Regions from separate parts of the Rattus norvegicus genome. Here region 1 is linked to region 2. The links are chromatin contacts, called in public Hi-C maps. All regions are on one chromosome and are shown on one strand. Each heading gives the region's core, a stretch centred on a gene start, on an enhancer-like site or on the middle of the called end of the contact. The rest is flanking DNA. Distances are from core to core; before and after follow the strand shown. Region 1 overlaps Ippk (inositol-pentakisphosphate 2-kinase). Region 2 holds the start of Aspn (asporin).

What was found. Hi-C and Micro-C count contacts between places; a contact is called where the count stands out from the background.
Region 1: a Hi-C map of frontal cortex shows a contact between it and region 2, with 1.6 times the contacts expected there. The contact joins the enhancer-like site here to the promoter of Aspn in region 2. A contact is called at or near these places in 5 of 12 Hi-C or Micro-C datasets (the A7r5 cell line, Schwann cells, frontal cortex and 2 more).

What each region holds. Positions count from the first base shown.
Region 1 is chr17:15,394,740-15,399,265 of GRCr8, reverse strand. Ippk (inositol-pentakisphosphate 2-kinase) reads left to right here. Exons shown (of 13, transcript NM_001008556.2): 13 at 1,185-2,575. The coding sequence ends at 1,410. It overlaps Cenpp (centromere protein P), which reads right to left. Exons shown (of 8, transcript NM_001402493.1): 7 at 4,187-4,278; 8 at 3,525-3,842. The coding sequence ends at 3,718. Among named protein-coding and RNA genes, the nearest start is that of Ecm2, 38 kb to the right of the region's middle. Within about 2 kb of position 1,310, at least 18 of the 93 cell types and tissues checked have an H3K27ac peak or open chromatin away from gene starts, as enhancers often do.
Region 2 is chr17:15,307,916-15,312,582 of GRCr8, reverse strand. It overlaps Aspn (asporin), which reads left to right and starts at 2,114. Exons shown (of 8, transcript NM_001014008.2): 1 at 2,114-2,295. The region is part of intron 5 of Cenpp (centromere protein P); the gene reads right to left.

The DNA of each region.
Region 1 (4,526 bases), core at 61-2,560, 87 kb before region 2:
TGAGACGTCTGTAAGTCATCCTTCCTGTTGCTGCTGCAGGCTTTTGAAGAGCCAGGGAAATTCTTATTGCTCCTTGTCCCTAAGCCTTGAAGGGACTATTGCAAACATGGGCATGGGCAGCTGAAACTGCCTAGCGCCTTGGAGAGCAGCTTAGCGCCACAGCCTTGGTCATCCCAGTACCAGTATCCAGGGCTACCACAGGGATATGTGTAGCCATAGTGGTAGGGATAACTGTGCCTTGGCTTTTGCTGAGTCCTAGCCGTACAGTCTGAAGGAGACGGGCTTTTGGTGTTAAGGGGTTGGTGTACACTGCTGTGCTTTTGGCTATCCTGGAGCTTGTGGTCACCTGTCAGACCCTGTGATTGAGTCCAATTCAACTTTTTCCCTATAAACATGATTCTGGAGCAACATGTGAGAATACTTTCTTTAGTGTACTTTAGAACAGGCCCATGTGTTTGTTCTTTCAACTCTCGACTTTCTGAGACCAGTGTTTTGTGTGTTCTGGTTTCTGAATGAAGTGAGCACAGAGGAACCATGACTCCCTGACAGTTCTCTTGGGCCAGCTGGGCAAATGCGGTGTACTAACTGTCTTCAGGACTCAGTTAGATACACTGCAGCCTCAGTATGTGGTTTGAAGTTATTCTGAAGAGGTTTTCAAGTAATTGTTCATTTTGTTTGAAGCACATGACTTTCGGATGTTTATAACACCCACAAAAGCATTGAAGATATGACTTGAGAGTTAACACAAAGCCAGCTTGCTCTCTGATGGAAAAGCATGATGGGCTGAGCTGGCTCCCAGCCACAGTGGGAAAGCACAGAAAGAGTCTGTTCTCAACAGCCATCCATCCACCTGGCTGCCGCACAGCCTGATCTACTTTTTACTTTTTCTTAGGTTTTGTAATACTTGGCTGACGATAAAGTGACTTTTCCAGCATTTGCTAATACCACTGGAGCATGGGGACTATCACTCACGCACCCCACATAATGGCTTTTCCACCTTCTGTTCTTTTAACCCTCTTCCTAGACATAGTGTGCTAGTCTGTGGCATAGTAGTCACTTACTTGTGCTTATATGTGAAGCTGGCACAGACAGTAGATGTACATAAACACAGAATGGGTGCACCAAGAGCCAAACTGTGAGGGCCTGAGTGTCTGTGTAATCTGAAATTGTTTTGTTACTTGCAGCTCTGACCAGAGGCCTGTTATCCCTTCGTCAAGATCCCGGCTGGCCTTCTCTGTGTCTGTACTGGACCTCGACCTCAAGCCCTATGAGAGCATTCCTCACCAGTATAAACTAGACAGCAAGATAGTCAGCTATTACTCAAAGACTGTGCATGCCAAAGATGACACTGTGAGGTCCACTCGGTTCAAGGAACATGAAGACTGCACATTAGTTCTCCATAAGGTCTAACTTCTCCCCTGGGATGTCTTTGAAACTTGAATGTGAAAGTTGAATGGCAGAGCTATTTTCGGTTGTGTTGGGTGACTTGGCTGTGAATGTTTTTGCTTTTAATCCCTGCTGAGGATAGACTGCCTCTCAGAGACAAGGAATTGAAGAGCCCTATAATCTTCTAGGACAAGGAATGTAGGACGTGAGTGCTGTGTCCCAGCAAGCCATCTGTTTTCTTAGAGTGGAAGTGTCCGTTAAGCCCAGGTAAACACCCTGGGAAGTTCTTCTAAACAGAGCTCACGTCCGGTTCTCTAATACAAAAAGCCTTATTATTAGGACCCAAGGTTTGGATCTCCTATCACCAGACCATTGACACAGAAAACTTGAACAGTTTGGATTTTCACAAAAACATGGATACTACTGGAACTTTCCCAGCTGTTAACTGGTCGCTTGTTCAATGCAAGTCACACATCAACACAGGCTTTGGCTGGTCCCCTGCTGCCGAGCGGTCAGGGGTTAGTTAGTGTGGACATTGGTTCTGAGGGATTTAGACTCAGGTCCCTGTGGAGGTACTGAAGCCCATAGCTTTGTATAGGGCAGCAGCAGGGAACAAACACAGGACTCAGGTCAGGATGGTCACCACTCGCATGAGCATCACTTTTTAAAATCCTTCTTTATGATTTTAACTCTAGGGGAAGCTGAGGCGTTTTTTTCCTACCTGAAATTGCTGCTGTAGAGGCTGGAGGCAGAGCCGTAATTCAGAGCTGCTGAGGTCTGCTGGGTGGGTGTTCCTATCAGCCCAGAGTTTTCCTGGCACTCTGGTGACTTGGGTTAGCTCTGAGGTATACTGCGTATTTGGGTCTAGGGCCTTACTGTTCTCATCAGGGCTAGATAGAAGGCTCCTGGCTGGCACTGAGCATTCTATTGGGGTCACCAGAAGTGTGCCTGGCTGCTATGAATCATTGGGAGGTTTGTCTTCATTTTTTTTTATCCTATGGTAGGCTGTACAGACTGATTATTTATATCATCCTTTTGAGAGACTAATGAAGGCTTATTGTAACATAGTAGTAAAACCATGGAACTGTATGAAAAATACTACATGAAAAATGAAGAAAATATTTTGCTGATTGTAAACTTTTGTGGGAAATTTTGTGATAATTTGAGAATTATACTTGTTTGAATCAAGCACCATCTATAGTTTGTAAAATTCTGTCCTAACATAATAGCTCTTGAGCACTCAGGTAAAGACACACTGTACACTGGGGTCAGTTCACTTCCTTTTGACTGGTGTATGCACACAACTATGTGTTTATATCCTTCACTTGACTCAAGTGCTTGAAGGTTATGTCTCTCTGTTGGGAGAGCAGCCTTTGGTTTTGTTTTGACTCAGGGTTGACTGAGGTGGACATGGACTAGGGGTATATTTATGTGTGTCTTTGGTTGTCTGACATCACAGTAATGATCTCAGGTATGGCTGGGAACAGATAGGTAGATGGAAACAGTGTCTCCTGGGGTAAAGAACATGGATGGAGCACCCCGTCAGCATGTGCAAGGCTCTCCTCCAACCATACTCCTGACTCTGCTTGGTTCAGGATGCCCACACCAACCCCCTCGTCTTGGCAGTAGCAGGTAACTGAGGCACTCACCAAATGATACAGCTCTGTGTCTGAGCTAAGAGCCACCCAGGCGAAGGCTCATGTGGTGCCGGGGACTGGGCGTAGGGCCTTGTCCATATTAGGCAACTGTTCTCTGTGATGGAGGTATAATCTAGCCTCTTTTCTGAGACGGTGGCTCACTATATAGCTGCTTTATATATGGCTGCTTTAAACTTGGGTTGCTCTTGTGTGCCAGAATTAGTTATGTACCACCCTTGGGCTGTGGGTGTGTGTGACTTCAAGTAAAGTCAACAATGCAGCCATTGCTGTCAACAGTGCTACTTCTGTAGGAGACCAAGAGGAGCATCAGGATTTTCTGGGACATTTCTGCTGGGCAGATCAGATGGCTGGCTTTGGGTTTTACTGTGTCCCATGCTATCTTGACGGCTTAACACAGCTCTTTCATACCCATTTGAGAACGGACAATCATTCTTGGAACATTTTCTCAATTCGACTTATCTGTACAAAGCATTATACATGTTGCTTTTAACGTATCTGAACAGCTTTATTTTTATGCCATGGGAGTTCATACGTAATATACCACTAATGCAACAAATGCCTGTCATCTGAAGGATGTGGTTTCTAGCTGGAAAAGAGAAGTGTTCATGTTCAACATACTGCGAATCTCCTCATCCCAGCATCGCATCTTATTCCTGAGTTTGCCAGCGGGGAACTACTTGTCTGTATTGAACAATCTTATCAGGCTGTCTAGAGCAGCTTCAATACCAAGTACACCTAGCAGGCTTCGGAAACTGAGAGGAGCAGTTTCTATGACTCTGTTCTTGTCCATTTCTAGGGCTGTGAAGAAAACAAACCAGGCAAGAAACATCAGAATGTCTGAGACAGGCCTCCCCGCCACCCCCGCGCCCACAATAGCCACACAGTAGAAAGCACTAGAGAGACTGAAGACCAAGGGGCTCTGTTAACCTCTAACCTGAGGCAGAGAAAAATGCCTTCTTCCACACAACCTCCAGAGGCTCAAGAAAGTAGTTCCTTCTTGTGTGTTTGGGAGGTTGCTGATTAAAGTATATTTAATGACATTTTCAACTTTTGATTCTTCCCATGTAAACCCAGATAAGATACTCAGGTAGCTTTGTGGGGTACACTGAGACATCCTCTGGAAAGGGTATTCAGAGTCCTACCTTGCTCTGGGACTTTGGTGAGAAGATCCAGCTTTGGAAAAACCTTCCCTTCCTCATCTATTTGTATCCTCCAAACGATCACCAGTTCAAACCTGAAAAAGAGGTAATGTTTGGTTCTCCTGAAATTCAGAGATTAGTCACATGGTCTCTGCCGGCCAGGCTCACCTCCTAAATCCATTGCCCACAGAGGAGGAAGATGTGTGATGTGTTCCGTAGGACAGTTCGGTATTTGTACTCATACCTTGGACAACATCAGTGTGGTAAGTAATGGGACAGGCATACTTTAAGAGCAGCCATGTGTCATATGGGACAACAGGAGTGAAAATCTCAAGCCCTCAGG
Region 2 (4,667 bases), core at 865-3,364:
GAGCAGTCACAATTTCTGTTAACAAAATAAAAAGAGTATTACTTTTAAGTTTAGTAATTTATCTAATTTGTAACATAATATAACCACATTTTTATATTTTTAGAGCAGTCACAATTTCTGTTAACAAAATAAAAAGAGTATTACTTTTAAGTTTAGTAATTTATCTAATTTGTAACATAATATAACCACAACTTCTAAAGATGCTAACTAGTTCTTCAAAACACAACAGAAATGTGGGGAAAAAGAAACGAAATTGTAGAAAAACAGAAGAATTAGGTTCTCCATAGTCCTAAGGGTCAAATTCAAAGGTGATTTTTCTCTCAATGCAGGAGGAAATACACAGCTTTCTGTGATGACTTGGGGAAGGGGAGCTCCTCAGTTCCACCTTGTTGTACCTTGGGAAAGTTAAGATAGAGTAATTCCCACCTAATCAAAATGTACACATATAATTCTCAAATAATAAAATTTAAAAATATTCATAACAATCCTTCAAAAGGTAATTAATTCTGTTGAACATGTTGATAATGGGTGGCACATTCCTACAATGTTTACAATAGTGAGATGATCTATTGCTAACCACAATGACACAGGTGACTTTCAAAATTAGAACACTGAATGAAAAAAGACAGACACGTGAAGAATGTAGACACAGGTGATTTCAAAACCATATTGTTGGGAAAAAAAGACAGACACGTGAAGAATGTGTTATGTGACGGCATATGAACGAAGTTCAAAAATAAGTTATGATGCTGAAATTATCTTTGTAGGGGAAGAGGAAAGGGGATTCAGATTTCTTGATCAAGAGTTAGGATTCATTGAGCTGTACCATTATGGTCTTTTAATATGTTTTAATAAAATATTAAAATACAAAACAAGTCATTGTGTAGGACAAACAATTTCACTTATGATCTTCCTTTTCATGTCTACACACTGACAGAATTCAGGCAGAGGCCGACTGCTCTGGGCACAAGGATTAATAAAGTACAGTTCATACTTTCATCCTGTTGCCAACCCATCAAGTTAACAGATACATTTACAACTAAAATACAAGTGAGTAACAGACTGTGAGCATCTACTCCAAATAAGATGGCTGCAGCACACTTGAGATGCAAACAGTGGGGTATCTAGGCGTGCTGAGCTGCCTGTGACGTCAGACTTGAGGGTAAAAGATGAATCTTTTACATGAGGGAGGAGAGGATGAACCCCCAATTAAGCTTCCTGACACATGTGAGACACAAATTTTCTATGGTTGTAAGTGGCTTGATTCTGTGCCATTTCTCTGAAGAGTAGGAACAGCAGATGATATGCTTTAACAGAACAAATTGGATTTTTGCTAGGGGCTGTTCACAAATCTGCACAAATCATCAGGTGACTTACCAGGCCCGCCTGTAGCAACTGAGCATTTCCCCTTAGGGTCAATAAAAACTTTTTCTGAAAGGATTGTGTGCTTCAAGGATTTGAGGCTGGCTAATCTCTTGGGAGTGGAAATGGGGGGGAATTATTTTCTTCTCAGAGAATGGCATCTCTTGAACGCCAGTGAGAACACCACTCAGACTCTTGCAAAGGCAAGGTGTAGGAGTCACCTGACCCTGCCCAGCTATCTATACCACAACAGACGCAGGCCCAGGCTTGCAGTTCCCAAAGATGCCAATCGCAGGGTTAAAAGCTTACAAGAAAGTCTTGAGACATCTGCTTAACATAATAGTTTCAGTCATTATGAGAAAACAAAGTCATGGCTATTTAGGTACATGTAGACTTTGGGTAAACACTTACATAATATGGGTGTTCTTTACTAAGATTGATAAATGTTTTATTAGCCTATAAACAGTGGTTTTTGAAACTAATTTATAGGTATTCATTCATGTTAGGATTTCATAAAGTATTCTCAAATCACGTATTTCTACAGTGACTACAGTTTCAATGGCTAGTTGCCATGAATTATTAAACTCTGTTTTTTTAAACTTCCAAATCTTCCAGTAGACGTCTAGAGTTAGCTAGAAGTTTTGGCTACGATACAAACAGTGATGGAAAACATATGAGCAGTAACAAGTTTTAATCTCGCTCTTCAGTACTAACATGGACTAATCTGTGGAAGCAGTTTATTCCAGTATCACCCAGGCGCAGCCACACAGAGCCTGGTAGGAGGGCTGGATTTTTGCTCTTTTTTTTTTCCCCCTTTTCTTTAAATGTAACACTTCTTTATCTTTTCTCAAGAGTCTTGAGGATACTTACATTGCAGTTAAGTAGCACAGGGTGGATAAATTCTACTTTGAAGAAAACCTCTCTTCTGACAAGGTATGTTTTCATATCTGTATTACATGTACCAGTATACAATTATTTTATTGTTAATACTAAGAAAGCACTAATACTATTAATAAGCATTTGTGAATTATATGGTAAAATTTAAACATAAGTATGTAGTTCCTTAGAATAAGCAGTATAAAAAAGAACCTGTGAATTTTGTAGCTAAAATTACTTTAGTTTTATGTCTTGTAATAAATTACTTTAACAATTATGTATTTTTAAAAACAAAGTAAAAAACTTTCACTAATGCTTTATCATGTTAACATAACTTATTTTAAAAAAGTAGATATACAACTTATATAATCTTTTAGGAAAACAATATTACTTTAATAATGTTAATGAAGTTTGAACATGTTAGATATTTTAAATGAAAGTTTCTAACTATGTAAATCTATGATGCTGTTTCTTTAAATGGGTAAATTATTCAAATGTTATTTTTTTATATCGTTGAAAACCTTTATTTTTTCTTGATAAATGTCTTATTGTACAATGAAATAGTACTGGGCAATTATAACAGAAATCAACATAATCTCAAGAAAGAATACCCATCAGCAGGTTTATATTCCATATGAAAAGTGAGAAACTCCTTTTCATAAACCTCATACTTAGGCAAGCACAAAGATTTCCTTGTCCTTTCACAATGTACACTTTTTATTATAGCTTAGATTTTTAAAATTAAAGAATGCTTTCACTACTCTCCTCCTAATAATCTAAATAGAATGCAGTATTCTTTCAGGCTAATGTGTTCAGAGGAGTGGCAGCCATGAAAACAGTGGCCACATGTTGTAAGGACTGAGTCACAGAGTCACAGAGAACCTGAGGGGTTTCCGTGTATCTTATCAACTGCTCTAAAAGTAGCGTGTTTTATTATTTTATTTTTCTTGTAATCTAACCAAGAATCATTGTGTGGGGGGGGGTGGGGGGGGAGGAAGGAGAGGAAGGAGAGGAGAAGAACGAGGGAGCAGATGAGCACAAGCCCCAGCTCATGTGGACGAACCCCAGCTGCTGTTTCTCGTTTGGTTTTGGCAGGAAGCACTGCGGTGCAGTAGTGGAAAGAATGGAAGCGATGCGCTCTTCTGTTACAACTACCACTACACTGAAGATGAGTGTCCTCAGACCTGACCCAAGGCTTGACACAAAGCAGACTCACTTTACACCAACTGCAGGAAATCTCAGAAAAGTGGAGAGGCAGGAAGGGTTTGTTTTTAAAACGGTAGTTAGGTTGTTGAATATAGCTGATAAAGAGAAAAACTGATACCTAAAGAAAGAAAAACAGCCATGTCCTTAATTAGAATGTGCATTTCCAAATTAAAATTAATTAAAAGTGTTGTTTTAAAAAGTATTGTGTCTATGAACAAATAGTGGGGTGACTAAGTTTCCCAATGCATGCTTGGACATTTACATTATGGAGGACAAGGCTGTGCCTTGATCACACCTGCATGTAGTCTATATTCTCTCTGTAAGAGACATGGGACATACTATGCCACATTTATATCTGGAGCTTGTAACATATCTATGAACTGAAATAGTCAAGTTGTCAAGTGGACCTTTAAACACGGGATTTAAAATTACAGTGACTTATTTACCTAATAAGGTTCTGAAAGAAAACAGCATCTCACTTAGACAAGAGTTCCATTTCATGGTTGCAGACAGTTAAGTGGTAAAAAGGAAGCCTCTGTACTTCTCTGCTACATTTCTAGTATTATTATGAAGTCCGAGGGGCTGTTCACACCTCACCTAAGACTTTTCCAGGGGAAAGCTGCTTCACTGTTGAGAGGTGACCTTGTGAAAGGAAAATCTACTCAGAACATGGTTGGAAGCTTTAGCAGAGAGGAGAGAGGAAGTTGCCTCAGCTCTGCTGCCTCCAGGGAGTTCTGGAAGCCCAAAGCCTAAACTTCCTCCTCTACAGAGTTCCTGGGAATGACGTTTAGAGCTGTCTCTCAGTTCTAAATGGTTCTGATTTATTAGTAACAGTAGGAACACTGGGCTAGCGTTCCCAAGAGTATTCTTATTAAGACTACAACTCAAGACACAAACTCAAAACTTTTCCATGAGTACAAACACTGGCAAAATAGGTCTAAATCAGGAAAATATTGAGAATGAGATATAAATATTTTTTAAAGTTTTAAAAAATAGCCCAATCTGAATGCTGCCAAAACCAATAAGCTTGACTTTGAACTGTTTTTAAAAGCTTAAAACAACCACTTTAAATAAGAAATAATACTGTTTTGCATATTTTGTACAGTGCTCCCTTTTATGCACTGCAAATAACAGCTGTAGAGCTTGACCAACAGAGGTTTAGAATCTTCTCACATACTTCTCAAATCTATAGCAGGGACCTAGCAACATCAAAGGATGATCCC